2 separate regions of the Mus musculus genome follow, and region 2 is linked to region 1. Evidence: chromatin contacts called from public promoter capture Hi-C data. All regions are on one chromosome and are shown on one strand. Each heading gives the region's core, a stretch centred on a gene start, on an enhancer-like site or on the middle of the called end of the contact. The rest is flanking DNA. Distances are from core to core; before and after follow the strand shown. Region 1 holds the start of Pgbd5 (piggyBac transposable element derived 5). Region 2 holds the start of Abcb10 (ATP-binding cassette, sub-family B (MDR/TAP), member 10).

Region 1 (5,968 bases), core at 2,118-4,617:
ATAATAATAATAATTATCATCATCATTATCTAGGCAGTAAACTCTAAGGACAAAAATCCAACAATGTTAATTTTCAACCCCACATTCCTCTCATCTCCCCAAGGTCAGGTTCCTACTGGAGTCTCGGAGGTTAGTATGAACAAGAGGGGTCAGTCACCACAGAAACCCAGCAAAGCTAGAACAGGCGACCGGAGACTGGTACTGCCTGCTTCTCTGCCTCCTCAAGAAGTGATGGAAAGCACTCGGAGAAGGAAGCCTGAAGGTCAGAGGCCCCAGACACAGCCTGGCTGAATCTCACACTGCTCCCAGGAGAGCTTTGCACACTGCTGGCAATCTGCACTGTGGGAAGGTAAGTGAGACTGACAGCTTGCTGGGTTATTTTAGGGGGCTCCGTTGTTAAGTCTGGACGCTGTTCTCCCAAAGAGCAGTTCAGTTCCCAGGAAGACTCTGCCATCTACACAAGGGTTAAAGTACGGACACCAGCCTGCCAGTGTTTGTCTGTAAGTCTTCCCAAGGGGACCCACACCTCAGAGCAGAGCCTGAGGGAGGTGCTAGAGCCACTCCCCTGCCATTGCCAGCTGTGCTTTCCCAAGCATGCTCCATCCAGATAGCTGAAGCCACGGAAAATAGGGATGGGGCGGAGAAGACTTGAACAGTCTGAAGGGCCAGGATTCTCACCAGTAACTACCGAATCTCTCCCTCCCTCTTCTCAGCTCGGCACCCCTGACTCTCTACTATATGCACAAAAATCTCCATGGAGCCACAGAACTGCTGCTCTAGAGCAACTCAATATGTAACGGTCCCATCATGCACCTCTTTCCTGCCCAAAGACTCAGCAAAGGTCTCCAGGTCTTCAAGGGAATCAAGCTGCATTCTCCCCAAAGAAAAGAAACTCTCCACCAGCAGCGAGGGAGCAGCTCCATATGCCCATCTGCACACTCACACTCATGCACAGATACAATTGCTTACAGTGGGGCAAGTCAGTATGTCCCATAGCAACCAGGAGTCCTATGCAGTCCTCATTAGACTGCTGCAGCCGTAGCAATCGCAAATGTTCTATTATGAAACAATGTAACGTTGTAACAGATCAAAACACCACTCTTCCTCTCCCCCCACCCTGCCCGCCCAGTTACATCTGTTAAGCAACTGGGCCACACAGAAGGGAGAGAGATTCAGGCAGCGTTTGTGGAGATGTAAAGCAGCAATTGCTGGAGCGCCCCGGATGCTGTAGCTTAGCACGCTGAACCTCTTGGTTGAGCGCTGCAGCAACCGACTTCCTAATAAACACATCCATCTCTCTCCACGCTCCTGGGCTCAAGGATCTTTTCTGACCAACCTGGAAATCAGGAATCTATTTTAAGCTCTGATAAATCACTTTCCTTGGGCTCAACAAGCCATCAACTCTGTCCCTCTCCCCTTTCCCCGTGTTTCCCTTGGGTAGCGGGTACCACAGAGGAAATTCTAAAGTAGATCTAAATTTAAACGAGAGGATCGCTCCTAAAGCAGAAAAGCAACACTGGCCACAAATACCAGCAAATAGCCGCTAATGCCTTTGCCTAAGGAACCTCTGAGTGACTCTCAGGAACAGGCTCAAACTCAGTGGCACTATCAGAAAGGAGGATATGACCCTAATGCCAGTGGCAGGCAATCCTGGACTTCAGGCTGGGAGTGGACAGAGTGAACAGTGGACAGAGGGCTTTGCTTCTGAACATCTTGACTTATACATTACTAAGAAAGAAAGTTCTGGTTAAATCGCTTTTGTGTGTTTACCCTTCTCAATACCAGACCCTTCATCTAAACTAAGCCCAGCACGACATCCCTATTTTGCCCTGTGACCTCAGCTTTGCCGAATTCTCCTCTGTAGACATCTACAGTAGGCATCTTAAGTGCTGCAAGATCAACACAGGATCACAAAGGCTCACAGCACGAAGACTGACAAACCAGGGCACCAGGCTGGTACAATCCCAACATCCAATATGGAAAGCAGCTGTCCAGGGCAGGAGGCCTTTAAGGCACACTGGGAAATGAAGGGTGGCATATAGGAGGACAATTTAGAGTACCATAAACCACAGCCAAATGGTTGGGTTTTAAAATGTACCCACTTAGAACCTTGCATGGTGATGGTAACCCTCCAATCCAGATGCAACTTTGCCCATCCACACCGCAGCCTGGCAAGGTTGCAGAACACTCCCTCCAGGGCTGGGCCAACCTTTCCCATTGCCAGCTCCCTGCAGCTACGTTTCCATACCCAGGCCCTGGAGCCTACCTCCTGTGCACCTGCAATCTTGAGGAACAATAGCTATAGTGTCATGTACACTGCCCAAAGTGTGTGTGTGTGTGTGTGAGTGACACACACACACACACACACAGAGAGAGAGAGAGAGAGAGAGAGAGAGAGAGAGAGAGAGAGAGACTATGCAAAGGGGCACTCCTTGGTGCCCATTCACACTGGTTGTGTGCACTTCACAGAATATATGGTGTAACATCTGGCTGCTAGGAAGCCATGGAGCCTGAACAGCAGCACTGAGGATCATATGGGAAAGCAGTTTCCACATCTCAGAAAGCAGAAGCTGACCAAGCTGCTGCAAAGCAGCACTATTTTAGACTCTGCAGAAGCCAACAGCTGAGGGCTCAGAGTAGCAGGGTGGCTGTGCTCAACTCCAGTCGCCTCCGGATAATCTGAGTCTGGTCTACACACCTTGAAAGTAACTCGGACTAACACTCCCTAACGCAGTGGAATCACCCTTGGCTCCTTCCGGTGCTCAGCTAGAGATCGACTGGCACCACAGGAAGTTTCTCGGGAAAACAGAGAGCAGTGAAGATGCTGATATGCTCTGGCTCTGGGCTCTCTATGTGCTTCAGCTGCGACTGGCCTGACCCCTGACACCTAGATCCTGCGTACTGCAAAGGACTCAGCCTCAGCCGTGCCAGGCGTTTGGATCCCCTCCACCAAAAGAGCCATACTTTACTGACCCCACAGGTGTGACACTGCCAGACGACCGAAAGCCTCTGGCAAAGTGCTGCTGGCTTGGTCTCCACCCACGAGAAACCTGGGACCACCATCCTGTGCAGTAGGACCCTCTCTGTTTAATCCCTGCTCCCCAAACCAGCTGTTTCCAGAAACACACAGGTGCAGGTCGGGTGTGTCTGGAACCAGTCTGGCCCGTGCTCCAGCCTTCAGACCGCGCCCTGTGTGTCCCTGCACCCCAGTGTCCCCGGTCGATCCTCACCACCGGTGTCCTCGAAGCGCGGGGACGGGCGATCCCTCAGCACGGCGCTCCAGCCCCCACCGGTCTCGTCCTCCTCGAGTTCCAAGGGATCCGCGGCGTAGGATGGCGGGGCGGTCCCCGGAGGCGCGGGGCGCTCACGCTCATCGTCCGAGGAGGCGGCCGAGGAGGAGCGTGAGGCTGCGGAGGTGCTGTAAAAGGGGTTCCCGCCGCTGTCCGGGCCCGACTCGCCGAACACGTCGTCCGAGATGTGCAGGCTCTCGTAGCGTGCACGGGCTGCCTCCAGCAGCGCCGGAGCCCTCCTCCGTGAGCCCCCACCGCCCTCGGCCATAGCCCCGGCCGCCGCCCGCGCGCCCACACCCCACAGCGCCTCCCAGCCGCACACGCCGGGCCCGGGACCCCCGCCGCGGCCCGTGGCTCCCCACCAGCGCAGCCCGCAGCACAGCGCGCGCCGCCCCGCGCCCGGCCGGCCCGCCGTCTTGGCCGCTCGGGCCGCGCGCCCGGGATGCGCCTTGGAGCTCGGGCGCCGCTGGCTGCGGCCGCGGCGGGAAGAGACTCAGCCGCTGCCCAGAGCCGCCGCCGCCCCCACCCGCTGCGTCTCCGCCGCGCCCGGCCCCGTCGCGTCCCCGCGCACCCTCCCCGCGGCAACCGCGTTGCGCCGCCGACCTTCCCGGGCGCGAGCCGTGGACCGGGCCCGCCTCCAGCACCTTCAGCTGCTGGCCAATAGAGAGCGCCGGCCTCGCGGGGGCGGGGATAGCAGGTCGCCCTGCCTCCTCGGGGCGTGACGCTAGGGCAGTCAGTCGCGAGGAGCCCCGCCCATAAGCTCATAGCCGCTCGCCGGCGTGGGGAGGGAGGCGGGTCCCGGTGCTCCGTGCTCTTTGGCCCGCCCCTTGCGCAGCCGCGCCCGGCTCCGAGGAGCTGTCCGCCCAGCGGTTCTGAAATTCACTCTGCGGACACGCTCCAGGTGGGCGGCCAGCCGAGGCTGCGCCCAGCACTCCTGTGAATTTCAGGTTGCCCTTCTAGCTTCCCCGAACCTTGCTCTTTTGGGAACCTGGGTCAGACACTAAAACAGTCTCTCCTCCAACAACTGTCATGTAAGGACCGCAACACTGGAATGAGGTGGCTCGTCATTTCTCACAGTCCTTTGATGCTCACATCTTCTGAACTCAAAATTGCTTCCATGAGAACTATCACCACCTGCGCCCTGGTATCACTTGCACAGGCCTAAGACAACGCACATCTGGAAGAGGATTATATGATCAGGAAACAAACAGCTGGTCGCCAGGGTTTCAGAGATCTAACAATGGAGCAGAGTCTGTCTCCTCTCTTCTGGGGGCAAAGCATGAGGCCGGCTGGCCGACCTCCCCTCATCAGAATGTCTTCTCTCCTCCTCCTCCTCTCAAACATAATGCAATAAGTCACATTAATGGTAACTGGGTCATAAAGTCACTTTCACTCCGACATAAAATAAATCCAAGTAGATGTGAAGGGCTTGAGACCCCTATTGGGTGTAGTAAATGATAATTACACAAACGGAAGACAATGGGTTTCTATTTCTAAGAAAAAGGGTGCTGGGACCCATCTGCCCTGGCTGAGATTTTCACTCACGTCTGCCTGTGCCCAGACCCTGTGACCTGCAAACCAGGTCTCTGCACAGGCTTGAATCCATGACAATCACAAGCAGCCAGGCTGGAAAGAGAAAGCGACTTACTGATCTTCCTCCTCTGTGTGTATTTAGCTGATAAGCAAGAAAGTATTTGCAGAGCACTGCCACTCTCTTGAAAAAGCATGCCAAAGAAGTGTGTGTGTGTGTGTGTGTGTGTGTGTGTGTGTGTGGTGGGGGGGGTGGGGGTTCTAGCATTCCTGTGTACAGCAAATTGACAAAGGCTGTGAAGTGGGTACCTATAAATAGACTTGACCAGAAAAAGGATGAAAAAAAAGCAGCTAATGTGGGTGTGGTTCTGGCCAATTTGCCATCGCGGGAGCACGGGACAGAACAGTAACAGTTAAAGCAGGGACAGCCATTCGTTGACCCCGATATGGTGCTCAGACCAAGGAAATACAGGGCCTCTGTGCTTTCTGGGCTCCTCTTCCAGTAGCTCACATGGCAGCAACAGAAGGAAGAGGTCTGGGGATTTAGTTCAGCTAGCAAACTGTTGCTAAGCATTCAAGAACCCCCTCGGCTTGATCTCCGGGAATGCACAAGCCAGCTGTGGTGGTACAAGCTTGTGATCCGGAGCAGTTGGGAGATGGAGGCAACAGAGTCAGAAGTTCAAGGTCACCCTCGGCAGAGTGAGATAGCAAGTTGGAAGCCAGCCTGGGTATAGCAGACACTATCTCCAAAAGGAAACAATAAAGAGGAGGAAGTGGAGAAAGGGAAGGAAGAGACTGGGAGCAGAAGTTTATCAAATAGAAAGTAGACAAAGGAACGTGCCTGGGTGGTGGGGCTGGGGAGATGGTTCAGTGATTAAGAGTACAGGCTATTCTTGCAGAGAACTAGGTTTAGTGCCCAGCACACATATGGCAGCTCAGAACTGTCTCTAACTCCGGGTATAGGGAATCCAATGTCCGCTTCTAGCCTCTGAGTGTAGCAGGCATGCACACAGTGCACATACATACACGCATGCAAACAAAAGACTCATACTAACATAAAAGTATACACATCTTTTCTTAAAATAAACACTGTTGTCATTTTTAATTTTGTCTGAGCCTTCTTTTTATCTTTAATTTTATATTATTCA
Region 2 (5,968 bases), core at 1,614-4,113, 450 kb before region 1:
TATAAAGTGATCTCCTGTCTCAAAAACCAGACAGACAGACAGACGAAAACCTATGCAACAGTTCTGTTTCCCCAGCATTTCAAAGATGTGCCAACCCTTAGCATGATCTATTACAAATTAACGGCCCCACCACTTCCTTTTACTCCCACCAGGGCCAACATCCAGACCAGCTTTGCCATGACTTCTGAAGAAAAGATAAGCTATCTAAGAGCTCTTCTTCAGCTTTCCTGGAGACAGAATATATTTACTACCTCCTTAGGAAGCCTTAAGAATTCCCAGCACTTGGGAGGTTGAGGCATAGATTTCAAGCTGGAGGCCTACCTGGACTATAGAGCAAGACCCTGACTCAGAAACAAAACCCTTACTGTCGGCGGCAGTGTGTCTGTCCCTCAGGCCACACATCTGATGGTTCAGTGAGGCAGACTGACAGCTCGGATGATGGAAGCCGGTTCCTGTTCTGACTTACTTAATGCAGACTCCACAGCATGCTGGCAGGGCAGGACAAGTGGGGCCAGATGGCAGGTCACAGACATGACAGGTACAGGCAGACAGGGAAGGGCTAGGTGGCATCAGCAAAGCCTGATTCTCCACAACTTTGAGATCTTAAGTTTCAGAAGCAGAAGCCTAGGTGCCTGCCTCAGCCCCTCACAGCCTGCACACAATTGCCCAGAGTCTCAGGCTCCTCCGTGCACACTGTCTGCTCCTCCCTGTGCCCTCCCCCACTTCCCATGGACATCTTTTAAACCTGGGTTTGGTGGCTCACACTTATAATTCCAGCACTTGGGAGATGGTCAAGAAGATCAGGAGTTCAAGGACATCCTCGGCTACATAATGAATTTGAGGCTAGCCTGGGCTACATGACACCTGTCTCAATAAAACACAGAGGAGGGGGCTGAAGAGATGGTCCAGTGGTTAAGAGCAGTGGTTGCTCTTCCAGAGGACCCAGAGTTCAGGGTTCAATCCCTACTACTCTCACATGGCAGCTCACAACTGTCTATAACTCCAGTTCCAGGGGATCTGACATCCTCACACAGACATACATGCAGGCACATAATATAAAACAAAAATAAATGTTCATATGATGAAAGTAAATAATTCATTTAAAGAGATTAAGGAAAATACAGAGGGGAAAAAAAAAGCTTACAGGATAGCAAAGAAGACAATGACTTTTTCCATTGAAATCCACAACCATTGTAAAATCTGTCTTCTTTTACTAAGGTCACAACAACTTCCTGATTCTCGTAGATGGCAGTCCCCTGTGCCCTTGCTCCACAGGCAACCTGCTCCATGCCCAATAGCCCCCAAAGAGAGTAATTTGTACAGCAAGGGACCCAACAACCTATTTGAAGTCCTGCCTGTTTCAAGAACTGTGTGGCAAAGTCTTTCCTTTTTGCAAAACCCTCATGCCTATCCCATTTCATCTCTGATCCAAACACTTCGCTGCCTGCTAAGCAGGGATTCCCAGGAGCAGGACTCCATGTCAGCTTCCCAAGGTAATCGAACCCACAGGAGGAGGGCACAGTTCATATTCACAGAAGGAATGGAGATTTAGAGCTCTAGCTCTCAGGATGGCTCTGCTCCAACCAGCCTTGCCTGCACCGACTGCCAGACATGTGGGAGTTACAGAATATTGTCACTTAGACCCAGCCAATTCTGATTTCTCTTTAAAAGCCATTTGTCTATCCGGCTGAGTTACTGTCTAGTTCTTTTATGCTGTGGCCAGTGCCTGGTCCTGACCAAGTCACCACTTAGGGAGGTGACAGCCAGCACAAAGCTCACAGTGATCCACTTCATTCTGGGAAATTTTGGTGGTTGCTTGATACTGTGTAACCCTAGCGATGTTATTATTATTACTACTATTATTATAAATGTATACTATAAAGTAGACATGATTTTGGCAAAACTCCTGTTTTTTTTTTTTCTTAAAGGAGGAAACTCTAACTTATTCAGAGAATGCCCCAAAGCAGATGCTGACAAGCTGATAGGGACCAAATATTCTAGTAATAGGCTCAGATGGGGAGTGCCAGCCAGCATCCATAGCTTTCCAACAGGTGTCAGCAGACTTGATCGCCCTTGTCAAGGCCAAGGCCAGGCCGAGGCCCACCGGCCGCCCACTGGCCCACTAGTACCCCCAGGTTCTTACCTGACAGTCTCCCGCGCTCGGGGCGCACCAGCCCTAGGAGCTTCCATACTTCTGAGCGCCCGGTCGCCGCGGGACGCCGCTGCGAGTCGTTCCCAAGGTCTCGCACACCGGTGGCAGCTGCACCCTGGAGCCTGGCGAACAGGGGATGTGCGGCGCGGGGTCCTGCCAGCACCCAGCACCTGCGGGCCCCCGAGGAGGTGGCCCACTGCCCCACGCCGCCAGGCAGCCCGGATAGGGGCGCGGGAAAGCGGAGGCCCGAACCCGGCTTGTGGATCAGAGAGGTCCACGCGCGTACGAGCGGGGTCCATTCAGAAGCCAGCCATATCCGAGAGGAGACGGCCGGGGCCCACGCTCGCACGGCAGGGCCCCGACGCGGAATCAGCAGTAGCGCCCTAGCAGAAGGGGCGCGCATGGCGCTGCGTCTGCCCGGACAGTCTCACCAACCGGCCGGGCCGCACGCCCCGGGACCCTCCCCGCCCGGCCCGAGCACAGGGCGGGGACGCAGCAGCGGCCCGCCCCTCCCGCCCCATCGGGCCAGCGCCCGGGCCGCGCCTTCCGCCGCGTAGGGTCCACCCCTGGGCGGCGACCAGCCGCTAGCTCCCCGGCAGTGCCTTGTCCGGCAGGCAGTCGCCAGCGCCTGCGCCCGCCAGCCGCACGCGGAAGCTTTTTCGCTCTCCTGCGCCCTCCACGACTTGTGAACCTGGAGCGTCCGAGCCCTTTCTCTCGCCGGTCACTGGCGGAGTGCGCATGCGCGGCACTCAGGTCGCCCCTTACGACCTGAGTCTCTTGCTTGAGACCTTTGGGTGCCTTCGCCTTCGTGCGGTCGGCAGACCAAGGAGTCTCCACATCTTGGAGAACTGTGCAATGCAGGAGGTGCCGCAGAGGCCCGGAGAGTAGAAGTGACCCCGAGAGCAGTGGTCTTAAGGACGGCAGGCCGGGAGTATCCTATGGAGGCCTAGGTTGAGGAAGGGGGAAGAGTTTGTGGACTCCTAGATAGTTCACTCGACCAGAGCGAATTCAGCCGCACACGCTTTTAATCCCAGCACATAAGAGGTAGAGACAGGCAGATCTGAGTTCGAGGCCAGCCTAGTCTATAGAGTGAGTTCCGGGACAGCCTGGGCTACATAGTGAGCCCTGCCTTTAAAAAAAAAGGGGGGGGAGGTTGCAAAACAACCTCAACACCAGTATTTTAGTTCAATATATTCCTAAAACCCAACACGAATGGGGGGGGGGAATCAAGGGACAAAACATCAGACTTTTCAAATGCATAATACCCCAGTTCCAACCCTGGAAAAGTCATTTATTAAAATAGGGAGTGGGAGGGTAGTGCAATGTTCAGTTCAGGAGCACCAGGTCCCTGAGTCCACACAGATAAAGGAGAGAGAGGGGGAGAGAGAGAGAGAGAGAAAGAGAGAGAGAGAGAGAGAGAGAGAAAAGAAAGGAAACCAAGCAGTTAGCAGCTGGTTGTAATTTGTTTATCTGCTTTCTGTTTTGTTTTCCTCATGTTTGGCCCAGACATTGAGCACTCCTTGAATCGAGGCAGAGGCAGGTAAATGTGGATCTATTTGAGTTCTAGGCCAGCCTGGTCTCATAGAGAGTCCCAGGATAGCCAGGGGTTACATAGGAAAAAAACCTGTCTCAAAAAGCCCAGTAAAAATAATAACATAAGAATCTTTCATATTTGTCTGGCTCCTGAGATCTCAGCATCGTTGTATGTTTTCCACACTCAGACAAGGGCCTCACCTACATGTGAAGTTACGAGGTGGAGGGGGTGAACAACACCGTGAGTGAGGTTAAGTCTGCCTTGAGCAAATTGGAGATGTGGGAAGCAGGCATGTCCTTTAAAATCCAGCCCTGAGGCCCAAGAAGACTTGAGTTTTCTTCCCATCAGTGCAGGAATTATAAGCCCCAGGGAGTCACAGTGTGAACTACACCCCAGCCACACTCAGCAGGACCCAGGTTCCTGCCCAAGCTCCAGGAGCACTTCCTGTTCCTTCCTCTTGGACCCCAGCTGAGCATCGTTAAGGAAGGAATGGCCTCCAGGCTGGCAAGAGTAGCCACTTTCTGAAAATTATTGTTATTATTTTTTAGATTTATTCATTTATTATATGTAAGTACACTGTAGCTGTTTTCAGACACCTCAGAAGAAGGCATCAGATCTCATTACAGATGATTGTGAGCTACCATGTGGGTGCTGGGATTTGAACTCAGGTTTCTGTTTGTTGGGGTTTTTCTGTTTTTTGTTTTGTTTTGGGTAAGGGGGTTTTGAGTGATCCTCCTGCTTCAGTCTTCCGGGTTCGGGGATTACAGGTACTGCCATCCTGGAGGCTGAACCAGGAAGATTGCCATGAGTTCAAAGCTAATCTGGCCACAGAGAGAACGGTAGGCCACCTAAGACACAACAAGACCCCATCTCAAAAACAAAGAACGAAATGAAGGCCTATGAAATGGCTTGGTAAGTGAAGGTGTGTGCTGCTGAGCCTGAGGTGGGTCCCCAGAACCCACACAAGCAAGGAGAAGACTGACTCCAACAGCTTGCTCTTTGACCTATGCTAAGGCATACTCACACCCACACAAGTACACACACACACAAATAAATAAATAAAGATATAATGAAGAAAAAACTATTGAACGGATAAAAAAATTAAAAACCAGAGAAATAACCTGAGAATAATTATCCCTACATAGGAATCTTAGACTTGAACATACACAATGAGACTGCTCTCTGAACTGCCGCAGCTCAAGCCTTATCCCAGCAGTGTCTCAGGCCGACAGGTAGCATTGCTGGCTTTGTCACCATTCCTCAGAAGGGTTGAAGTTTGGTCCCTTCAAATGGCTCTGTTGAAGTGCTAACTCCCAGTCAGGAGCCAGAGGATTGCAGATGCGGTTTTACTTAAGATGAGACAGATGGGGGTTGGTGAGATGGCTCAGTGGTTAAGAGCACCGACTGCTCTTCTGAAGGTACTGAGTTCAAATCCCAGCAACCACATGGTGGCTCACAACCATCTGTAACAAGATCTAACACCACTCTTCCGGAGTGTCTGAAGACAGCTACAGTGTACTCACATATAATAAATAAATCTTTGGAAAAAAAAAAAAAAGATGAGACAGATTGGGGGCTGGAGAGATGGCTCAGTTGTTAAGAGCACTGACTGCTCTTCCCGAGTTCAATTCCCAGCAACCATTTGGTGGCTCACAACTATCTGTAATGGGATCAGATTTCCTTCTTCCGTTGTGTTTGAAGACAACTACAGTGTACTTATATACACAAAATAAATAACTCTTTAAAGATAGCCAGATTAATCCCAGCACTTGGGAGGCAGAGACAGGTGGATTTCTGAGTTTAAGGCCAGCCTGGTCTACAGAGTGAGTTCCAGGAGTTACAGAGAAACCCTGTCTCGAAAAACAAAACAAAACAAAACAAAACAAAACAAAAAGAGTAGAAAAAAAATAAAGATAGCCAGAACATGGAGGAGTGGCGCTTACTAGTTGTCAACCTGCCTGTCCTCACCTTGTGACAGTAACAGCAGAGATGGTTATGCAGCTGCAAGCCAAGGGGAAACAGACTGCCAGCAAGTCACAGAAAGCTGTGAGGAGACAGGAAAGACTACCCCTGTGATGCTTTGTGCCCGACTTCTGAGACAACAGCCTTCTGTGGTAAGAAACTGAGTCTGTGGTACATCATTATACCAAACCTAGCTGACCTACTCGAAAAACAACATACACCTGTCACCCCAACTGCTTGAGAGGCAGAACGGGAAGGACTGCCCAAGTACATGAGTTTGAAAACAACTGTGGCCTTATATCGCAAGACCATGTCTAAAC

What was found. Capture Hi-C pulls out chosen DNA fragments and counts their contacts.
Region 2: a contact with region 1 is called in a promoter capture Hi-C map of adipose tissue. The contact joins the promoter of Abcb10 here to the promoter of Pgbd5 in region 1. A contact is called at or near these places in 4 of 39 promoter capture datasets (cranial neural crest, hippocampal neurons, neural stem cells and 1 more), 1 of 484 Hi-C or Micro-C datasets (embryonic stem cells), 2 of 115 datasets of contacts at active chromatin or transcription factors (bone marrow-derived macrophages and forebrain) and 2 of 9 other capture datasets (adipose tissue and pancreatic islet).

Annotation. Positions count from the first base shown.
Region 1 is chr8:124,430,569-124,436,536 of GRCm38.p6, forward strand. Pgbd5 (piggyBac transposable element derived 5) reads right to left here and starts at 3,368. Exons shown (of 7, transcript NM_171824.2): 1 at 3,231-3,368.
Region 2 is chr8:123,980,259-123,986,226 of GRCm38.p6, forward strand. It overlaps Abcb10 (ATP-binding cassette, sub-family B (MDR/TAP), member 10), which reads right to left and starts at 2,864. Exons shown (of 13, transcript NM_019552.2): 1 at 2,144-2,864. The coding sequence starts at 2,555.